Linked DNA regions of Sus scrofa: region 2 is linked to region 1. The links are chromatin contacts, called in public HiChIP or PLAC-seq maps. All regions are on one chromosome and are shown on one strand. Each heading gives the region's core, a stretch centred on a gene start, on an enhancer-like site or on the middle of the called end of the contact. The rest is flanking DNA. Distances are from core to core; before and after follow the strand shown.

Region 1 (3,975 bases), core at 527-3,026:
AATATCAAGTGCCACAAAAACAAACAAACAAGAAAGACCAAGTGCCTAGCATGTGCCAGGCACTGTATGAACCTCAGTACCTTACACCTAATCACATTTTGTGGCACATAATTCAAAATACCGAGGAAACAAGATTTACTGAAACACCAGACTAAAAGAATTTCAATTAACGCAAATACAATTTCAAAACAGAAAGTAAGTGTTCAAGAAATCAAAATAAAGAAGCTCGAAACCTGATTTAGTGTCAATTATGTCAAAATAGTGCAGATTATCAATTACATCACAAGAGAAGAAAAACTACACACATGCATGCCCACCCCCACACTCTGACAGGAAACCAAAATAAAGTTTCCAAATCCTGTTTCCAGCAGCATCCCTTTAGAGACTGCCCTTCAGCATGCTTTTGAAGGTAGGAGCCCCACGTTAAAACTAAGAGCGGATACTTCACTCTTAACTGTGCTAAAAACAGAAAGAATTATCATCTCACACCCAGGAAGCAGAAAACTGTGGCCACCTGTACAGCTGTGACCCATTAACCTCCTGCCCTGTTATTCTCTTTCATTTCTTCTACCTTCCTCCCTTCGAAGCAGTGACAAAACCATTTTCCCTCCCCAAAAGGAATACATAACTCCTCGACGCTAGTTCTTTTTCCAAGAGGTCAAAAGGTCCCCTAAACTCTGGTTCTTAGCACCGTGAGCTGATTCCACTTTTCAGGCACAAGTGTCTTCCCCTCAAGTTCTCCCCACAGCAGTAAGTTACACAATTCAGCCGAAAACGCTGTCCTTAACTTCCTGAACCAGGGGGCAAAAGACACTCCTACCAGTCCCAGTTTGAAGGAAGACAAGAATCACACGGTGACCTCTGCACTAATAAAATTCAGGAAAGAAGCAGAGACCCAAGAAAAGCAACGCCCGAAAAGGCGAACACATGGCATGCCACGGAAGACGTTGGGCAAAGAGGGCGGGAAAGGGGCTGGGAAATGGAGTGGGGCGTAGAGATGTCAGCCCTGCGCACTGGGGGAATAAAGGAACGGGGGACCCCGAACCCTGACAAGTGAACACAGAGAGGACACTGCTCCGGTCTACCCTCACCTCTCCAGCAGACGAGGGAGGAACAGAAAATTCACCCAACCCTCCAACCCCCTCTGTGCTTGCCCCCCAAAGGGTGAGCTGGGTTTGAAGGAAGATCTGACCCTAGTCTGGGGACACGCAAGAAGAAAAAGGCAGCGATGTCCAATCTTCTACCTCCCTCGGGCAGTGAGGGGCGAGGGCACTGTGTCCGGGGAGATGGCGAGGGAAATAGGCTTGTGCCATGACACCTCGGGGAGTTGGAGGGTGGGGGACACAATGTCCTCTTTCTCTCCCACACCCGGCCCGGGCCCCTCCCGTCCCTCTCCCGCAGGCCCAGCCACAGTCCACCGGCTCGGTCCGCGGGCGTGGTTGGCTCTGGCCCCGGCGGCGGCGGCCGGGCCTCCCCAAGTCCTGGCCCCTCCCGCCGGCCAGGCCCCGGGCCGCCGCCCCGGACACCGAGGGAACGCAGAGGAGGAAGGGGGAGCCAGGGGACTGACCGGCAACAGGAGCCGCCTCAGCCCCGGCTCGGCCGACCCGCGCCCCCCGCTCCTTCTGAGGCCGGCTCCGGCTCCCCGCCCCTCACTCACCCCCCCGGTCCGGCGCCTCCTCCACCTCCTCCTCCTCCTCCTCCCTCCACTCGGCCGTGGCTCCTGCTCCGGCTCTGCGCGGCGACGGCGGCGGCAGCGGCCTCGAGAGCGGCGGCGGCGCCTCCAGAACGCGCACGCACGCAGCACGCAGGCCACGCCCCCAAGTCCCGCCCCGCCCCTCCGAGTCGGCGTCGGCAAGGTTTCGGCCCCGCCTTCCTTTTGGCGTTCCGGAGTCCGCTTAAAGGGGCCGCGCAGGAAGGGATGCGAGAGTTACGAACCGGGAGAGTTATGACCTGAGGAGAGGAGCGGGAGTTACGGTTTTGCCTTGGGCGGTTGGGTGCGGAAAGGAAATGAGGAATAGTCCGAAGATTCTGGAGTAATAGAATTTTGGACGGAATACAACCTTTTGATAAGTACTAATTGAACATCTCATATGTGACAGGCACAGGGAATAATGCCATTGGCAAGTAAAGGCCCTCGTAGAGCTTGCATTCTAGTGGGAGAGAGGAGACTGAAACAAACAAGTAGAACAAAAATTTCAGAAAGTGGAGTCCCCATCTTGGTTCAGGGAAACAAATCTGATTAGTAACGGTGAGGACGCAGGTTCGATCCCTGGCCTCGCTCAGTGGGTTAAGGATGCGGCATTGCCATGAGCTGAGCGGTAGGTCACAGACAAGGCTGGGATCTGGCATTGCTGTGGCTGTGGCATAGGCCAGCAGCTACAGCTCCAATTAGACCCCCAGCCTGGGAACTTCCATACGATGTATCTGCGGCTCTATAAAATCCAAAAACTAAAAAAAAAAAAAAAAAAAATCTCTTTTGGAGTTCCCGTCGTGGCGCAGTGGTTAACGAATCCGACTAGGAACCATGAGGTTGCGGGTTCGGTCCCTGGCCTTGCTAAGTGGGTTAAGGATCCGGTGTTGCCGTGACCTGTGGTGTAGGTTGCAGACACGGCTCGGATCCCACGTTGCGTGGCTCTGGCGTAGGCTGGTGGCTACAGCTCCGATTAGACCCCTAGCCTGGGAACCGCCATATGCCGCAGGAGCAGCCCAAGAAATGGCAAAAAAAAACCAAAAAAAAAAAAAAAAGTTCAGGAAGTGATAAGTGGTGTGAAGAAAAATAAAGCCAGGAATGGAGTGACTTTATAGATGGCCAGATATTGCCCCTCAGAGGAGACCTTTGAGCCCATAGTGTATGATATGAAGGAGTGGGCTTAGAAAATATGTGGGAGGGGAGAAGGCATAGGGGAGACCTTATAAGCTGAAAGAAAATCTCTGGCCTTAAGCTCAGAGTTGGGAACAGCCGAGCATGTAGCAAGAACAACAAATGGCCAGAATGGCTTGGGGTGATCAGCTAGCCAGAGAGTAGTAGTAGTTGGGCTGAGAGAGGTGCGGAAGAAGAGGTCAGGTCCAGTGGAGCCTCATGGGCTGTCACAAGAGCAGCAGAGAGCCATGGGAGGGTGAGCAGAGGAATGACCACATCTGATTCACAATTTTCAAAGTTACCATGGCTCATGTGTGTAAAATACACAACAGGGAAGCACAGATGTCAGCAGAGAGGCTGTTCATGGGAGCTTGGACGAGGTGTGTCTGAATGTATTCAGGTGCATTTTTGAATTGGAATCAATTTGGCAGAGAACGTGTCAAGGAACGAAAAGATCATGTTTGCTTCTTAGGTTCAGGCCTAAAGGATGCAGTAAAGGTGGTACTATTTAATGGGATGGGGAAGACTTAAAGAGGAGAAAATTTGGGGTGGGGAAAAATCAGGAATTCTGTTTTGTGTATGTTACATAAGGTGCATGTTCTACATCCAAGTGAAGATGTTGAGTAAACAATTGAATATGTAAGCCTGAGTATATGAATTTGGAAGTCATCAGTATGTAGATGCTTTTTCAGTCTTAAGTCTACATAAAATCACTTGGGAGGGAGACTAGCTAGAGCAGAGGACAAAGATGAACTCCAGCCTTTGGAGTTTCCATAGACATGGAGAAGCTACCAGGTAGGAGAAACACCAAGAAAGGGTGGAGGGTTGGAAGATAAGAGAATTGTTTCAGGAAGGTGGGAGCGATCAGTCTTATCAAATAATGCTGATGAGGGCTGAGAGTTTGAACTCTGCATTTGACCTGATGCAGGTTGCTGATGTCCTTGGCAAAAGCAGTTCCAATGGAGTCACTGGGGAGACAGTCTAATTAGGGTCTGTTAACAAGACAGGGGAGATGAAGAAGAGAAAGGGTTTATGGCAAGTCTAAACAGCTCTTCAGGAGCTTTGCTAAAAAGAACAACTGAAAAGGGGGCGTACTTGGGATTAAGGGCGGGTAT
Region 2 (3,975 bases), core at 849-3,348, 430 kb after region 1:
GAGCGCGCTCCGGGACCGGCTTCGCTGCTCGGGAGCGCGCCCCGGGAGTTCTCCCTCGTTTCGGTCCTGCCGGCAGGCGCTGGACCCGGCTGCCGGTATTGGCAAAGTGATCCAAGCAAGGTAGGCCGAAAAGGGGATGAGGACCGGCCCTAGCCCCCACTAAGGGGTGTGTATCAGAGAATGGAATCGGGTGGATCAGGGACACGGACCCTGCCGGAGCTCCTCATCCCATGGCGGGAGTGCGAGTCGCGTGCGGGCTCGCCCTGCCTCTAGGGACTATGTTTTGCGACGCGAGGGAGAGGGACTAGGTGGTGGCCGGAGCCGCGGGTGGGCTCAGGGGGACCCCGTGGAGGGTGGTGGGAGTGGCTGCAAGCGGCGCTCAGGTGTCCGCGTCTCACCTTTCTTCCTCGGTTCTTGGTCTCTTCTTCCACTACCGTCCGAATCCCGCCTGCTTGTCCCAAGGCCGGCCAAGCTCCGCCTCTCACATCTTTTCCTGGCAGCAGGCAAAGCGTAGCTGAGCTTTCTGTCCCTGAGCTTTTCGCCTCCGGTTAAAGGCAGCGGTGGGTGTAAATGATTCCTTGGTTTTGTTTTAAGCGTTTATCGAGAACCTTCGCTCCAGTCCCACAAAGACTTCTGTTGAGGATGTATTCCCATTGTCAATCCAGGGCTCAGATTTCTTGATGGGAGGGTGGGGAGGAAGGTTCGAAATTGAAATCTGTGGTGACCTTGTGTATACGCGAAGCTCAAGTCTACTACGCCCAGTTCTATCGAGGGGCGTGCGATACGGAAAGGTAAATGGCTAGTCCTTTGTATCTGCACAACCGTGCTTCTGATAGGATACTTTTGCAAAACACCGCATTTTTCCAGTTCTCTCAAATTTAAATGTAGGAATTAATACCCACAGGCAACTCTAATTTGCGTTACAACACCAGATTCTCCCCATTTCTCTCTCCCTGTAATATTTGACCAACTTCTTTAAAATTACATGGTTTTCTAGATTATTTAATTTTTAACCATTACAAGAATATTGCATTTATTAGAAGACCAAATTGGAGTTTAGAAAAATAACCGTTTTCTATTATGCTTTGCTTTGGGCCTGAGGATTCTGTGTAGCTCCAAAAGAAGCTTAGGGCTTTCTTCGTTTGTAATATCCAGAATTTACTTTCTTATGTTTCTAAGCAGTCACCCTTAGAGGAGACAGCATGAGGAATTCATCTTTTTTTTACCGATGGCATTGAAATATTTGTGAAATTTAAAAATTGTGACTGTAGTTCTGATTCATGGGTTATCCAGGAAATCTGAGAAGACAGGTGAGAGATGAAAGAACATTTTGTTAAACACTCTCAGTGCTGTGAAGGTTATTCCTGCATATTTTTCAAGTATCAAAGGTTTCTTAAATTATTAACCACTAAAATTCTAATTTTGCTTGGTTAGCAGCTACCTAGCCATGCTTTCAGCTTACCATTGTGGTGATACATAGGCAATAGTGTCTTCCTCACCTAGTCAGTGCATTTAAATTTCTCAGTAATCATTAGCAAACTGGTAAACCATCGTAAGCCCTGTTTCCCCTCTAAATTATCAGTTTAGATTACTGGAACCCTGAGAGCCTATAACGAGACAGGAATCCAAGATGATTCATTTGTTTCAAGAGTTATGTTGTCATTCCCCATCCCTGTGGCTAATTGTAGTTGTACAGAATTGATAAATCACCTATCATTACATTGTATGCTTTACTCTGTTCTACTCTAGGGAATAGCTACTTTACAAAGAAGATTACTGTAACCCAGAGAAGCTAGGTAACTTGCCTAAAATCATACAGCGGGGACACCGTAGAGCTAGGATTTGCACTTAGGTAAATCTGATCTTAGAGCTGTGTTCTTTCCATTGCATCACAGGGACAAGTCAGTACTTTCTTGGGCTTAGTAATATATTTTATTTTAAATCAATTGTAATTTTAATTTAAATAGCCACATATGGCCATTGGTGACTATATTGGACAGTGCAGCCTTTGCCAATGATGTTATTCCCTTTTTTCAAAGGAGAAACTGGCTCAGAGAAATTAATGAAGCCCAAGTTCACACAATTTTATAAAAAAATTTTTTTTGAGCAAAAAAAAAAAAGTTTTAGGAATGTTAATTTGTCAGTGAATATAGAATGAATGGGGGAGAAGGAGAAAAACAGGCCAAGAGAACTGAGAATCTGACTTGAGTATTTATGCAGGTAACTAGGAGGAAGCATGGTTGCAAATGACTGGAGGTAGAATTGCCATCACTTAGTGACAACGTGTGAAGGATTGGAAGAGAGAATCTAAGGTTACCGTGAGGCCTTAGAATCTGGATAGCTGGAAAAATGGCAATATGTACAGATCTTCCTCCATTTATAATAAGGCTCCATCCTAGTAAACCCATCGTACACTGAAAATTGCCCAAGTCGAAAACCCATTTAATACATCTAGCCTATGGGAACATGGTGGTTTAGCTGAGCCTACCTTAAACGGGCTCAAAACACTTACATCAGTCTATAGGTGGGTAAAATCATCTAACACAAAGCCTATTTTATAACAAAGTGCTGAATATCTCATGTAATTTATTGAATACTGTACTGAAAGTGAAAGACACAATGGTTGTATGGCTACAGAATGGTGGTGAGTGTATCGGTTGTTTACCCTTGTGATTGTGTGGCTGACTGGGAGCTGCTGATGCCCAGCTGTCACAGGAGTATGTACCACATATCACTAGCCTGGGAAAAGATCAAAATTTGAAGTATGGTTTCTACTGAATGCTTGTTGCTTCTGTACCATCATAAAGTGGAAAAGAATCTAAGTTGAACTATCGTTAAGTCAGGGATCACCTGTACTGTTTGGTGAAATAGGAAAATCATGAACCTTTTTGAGGCTTAAGATTTGATTTGAGCTATTTGTCCTTTCAAAAAATATTTATTGAATAATTATTATGGGCAAGGCCCTTTTCTCTGCTTGGGTGGAAAAATAGAATCCCTCATCAGGGATTTTATTCGCTTCAGACACTCTCCCAAATTTTGATCCTATAGAAGATAATGAGCTGTAAGAGATGTGCAAACTAAATGTCTCAGAGGAGGGGCTGTTTATCTGCAGATGCAAAGGGAATAGGAAAGGTTGTGTGTGGAAGATGGTATTTCAGCTTGACTTTGAAGAATAGGAAGGATTTGGACGTGCAAAAACAAAGGAGGAGATTATGCTTCCAGCAATGTGGTGGACAAAATGTTTTGAAAATCCCTTTTGCCAAACTACCCAAATGCTGAATAAATTATATTAGCTTTTTAAATGCATAGCAGTTCATGTAGAAAAGAAAGGGAAATTCCCAGGGCTAAAAAGTCAAGAGAGCTGAAACCAGAGCAGGAAACTTGCTGCCTGTCTCTTTTGGGGCCTTTGTCTGAGAGCAGAAATAAAGTACCATTAAGGGTAAATGATAGGCTCCCCCTGCCCCCCACCCAAGGTAGAGAGATGGGATTCATACTCCTTTCACCTCCCATATATATAACTCCAGGAGACACCATTCATGGAAAATAGTTTGTGTAGATGATTCTTGTGTGTCAGGGGATGATTCTTCATAAAAAAATGAAATGTAGATATTTCCACTCGTGGCCCTGGAGAACCACCTTCCCCTAAATCAGCCAGAATCCTCAGAAATCTATGCACTCAATGAAAAGGAGCTAGAAAACAAAAAAAGTAACTCCTTGCTGGCAAAGGAGGATCACAAAGAAATTTGTTAATTTTCATCGCAGCCCCAGGTAGAGGAATAAAGATACGACATAAGAACTTGAATCTTCAGGATCTGTCGTCACTCAGATTTACGGTTCAAATTTTCTTACCTGCATGGGCTAAAAAACCCCTGGAAGTCAAGAAATTAAAATTGGCCGAGGTTGGTAATGTGCCACAGTGCCTGGCAGAAATAAATAAAGACCCTCTCTGGAATATTTCACCCTCAATCTAAGCGT

What was found. HiChIP or PLAC-seq counts read pairs in DNA pulled down with a chosen protein or histone mark.
Region 2: a contact with region 1 is called in an H3K27ac HiChIP or PLAC-seq map of alveolar macrophages. The contact joins the promoter of CEPT1 here to the promoter of RAP1A in region 1. A contact is called at or near these places in 1 of 47 Hi-C or Micro-C datasets (embryonic fibroblasts) and 1 of 2 datasets of contacts at active chromatin or transcription factors (alveolar macrophages).

The regions. Positions count from the first base shown.
Region 1 is chr4:108,749,176-108,753,150 of Sscrofa11.1, forward strand. It overlaps RAP1A (ras-related protein Rap-1A), which reads right to left and starts at 1,777. Exons shown (of 8, transcript XM_021090035.1): 1 at 1,658-1,777.
Region 2 is chr4:109,183,399-109,187,373 of Sscrofa11.1, forward strand. CEPT1 (choline/ethanolaminephosphotransferase 1) reads right to left here and starts at 2,099. Exons shown (of 9, transcript XM_021090044.1): 1 at 399-2,099. DRAM2 (DNA damage regulated autophagy modulator 2) reads left to right here and starts at 25. Exons shown (of 8, transcript NM_001243696.1): 1 at 25-120.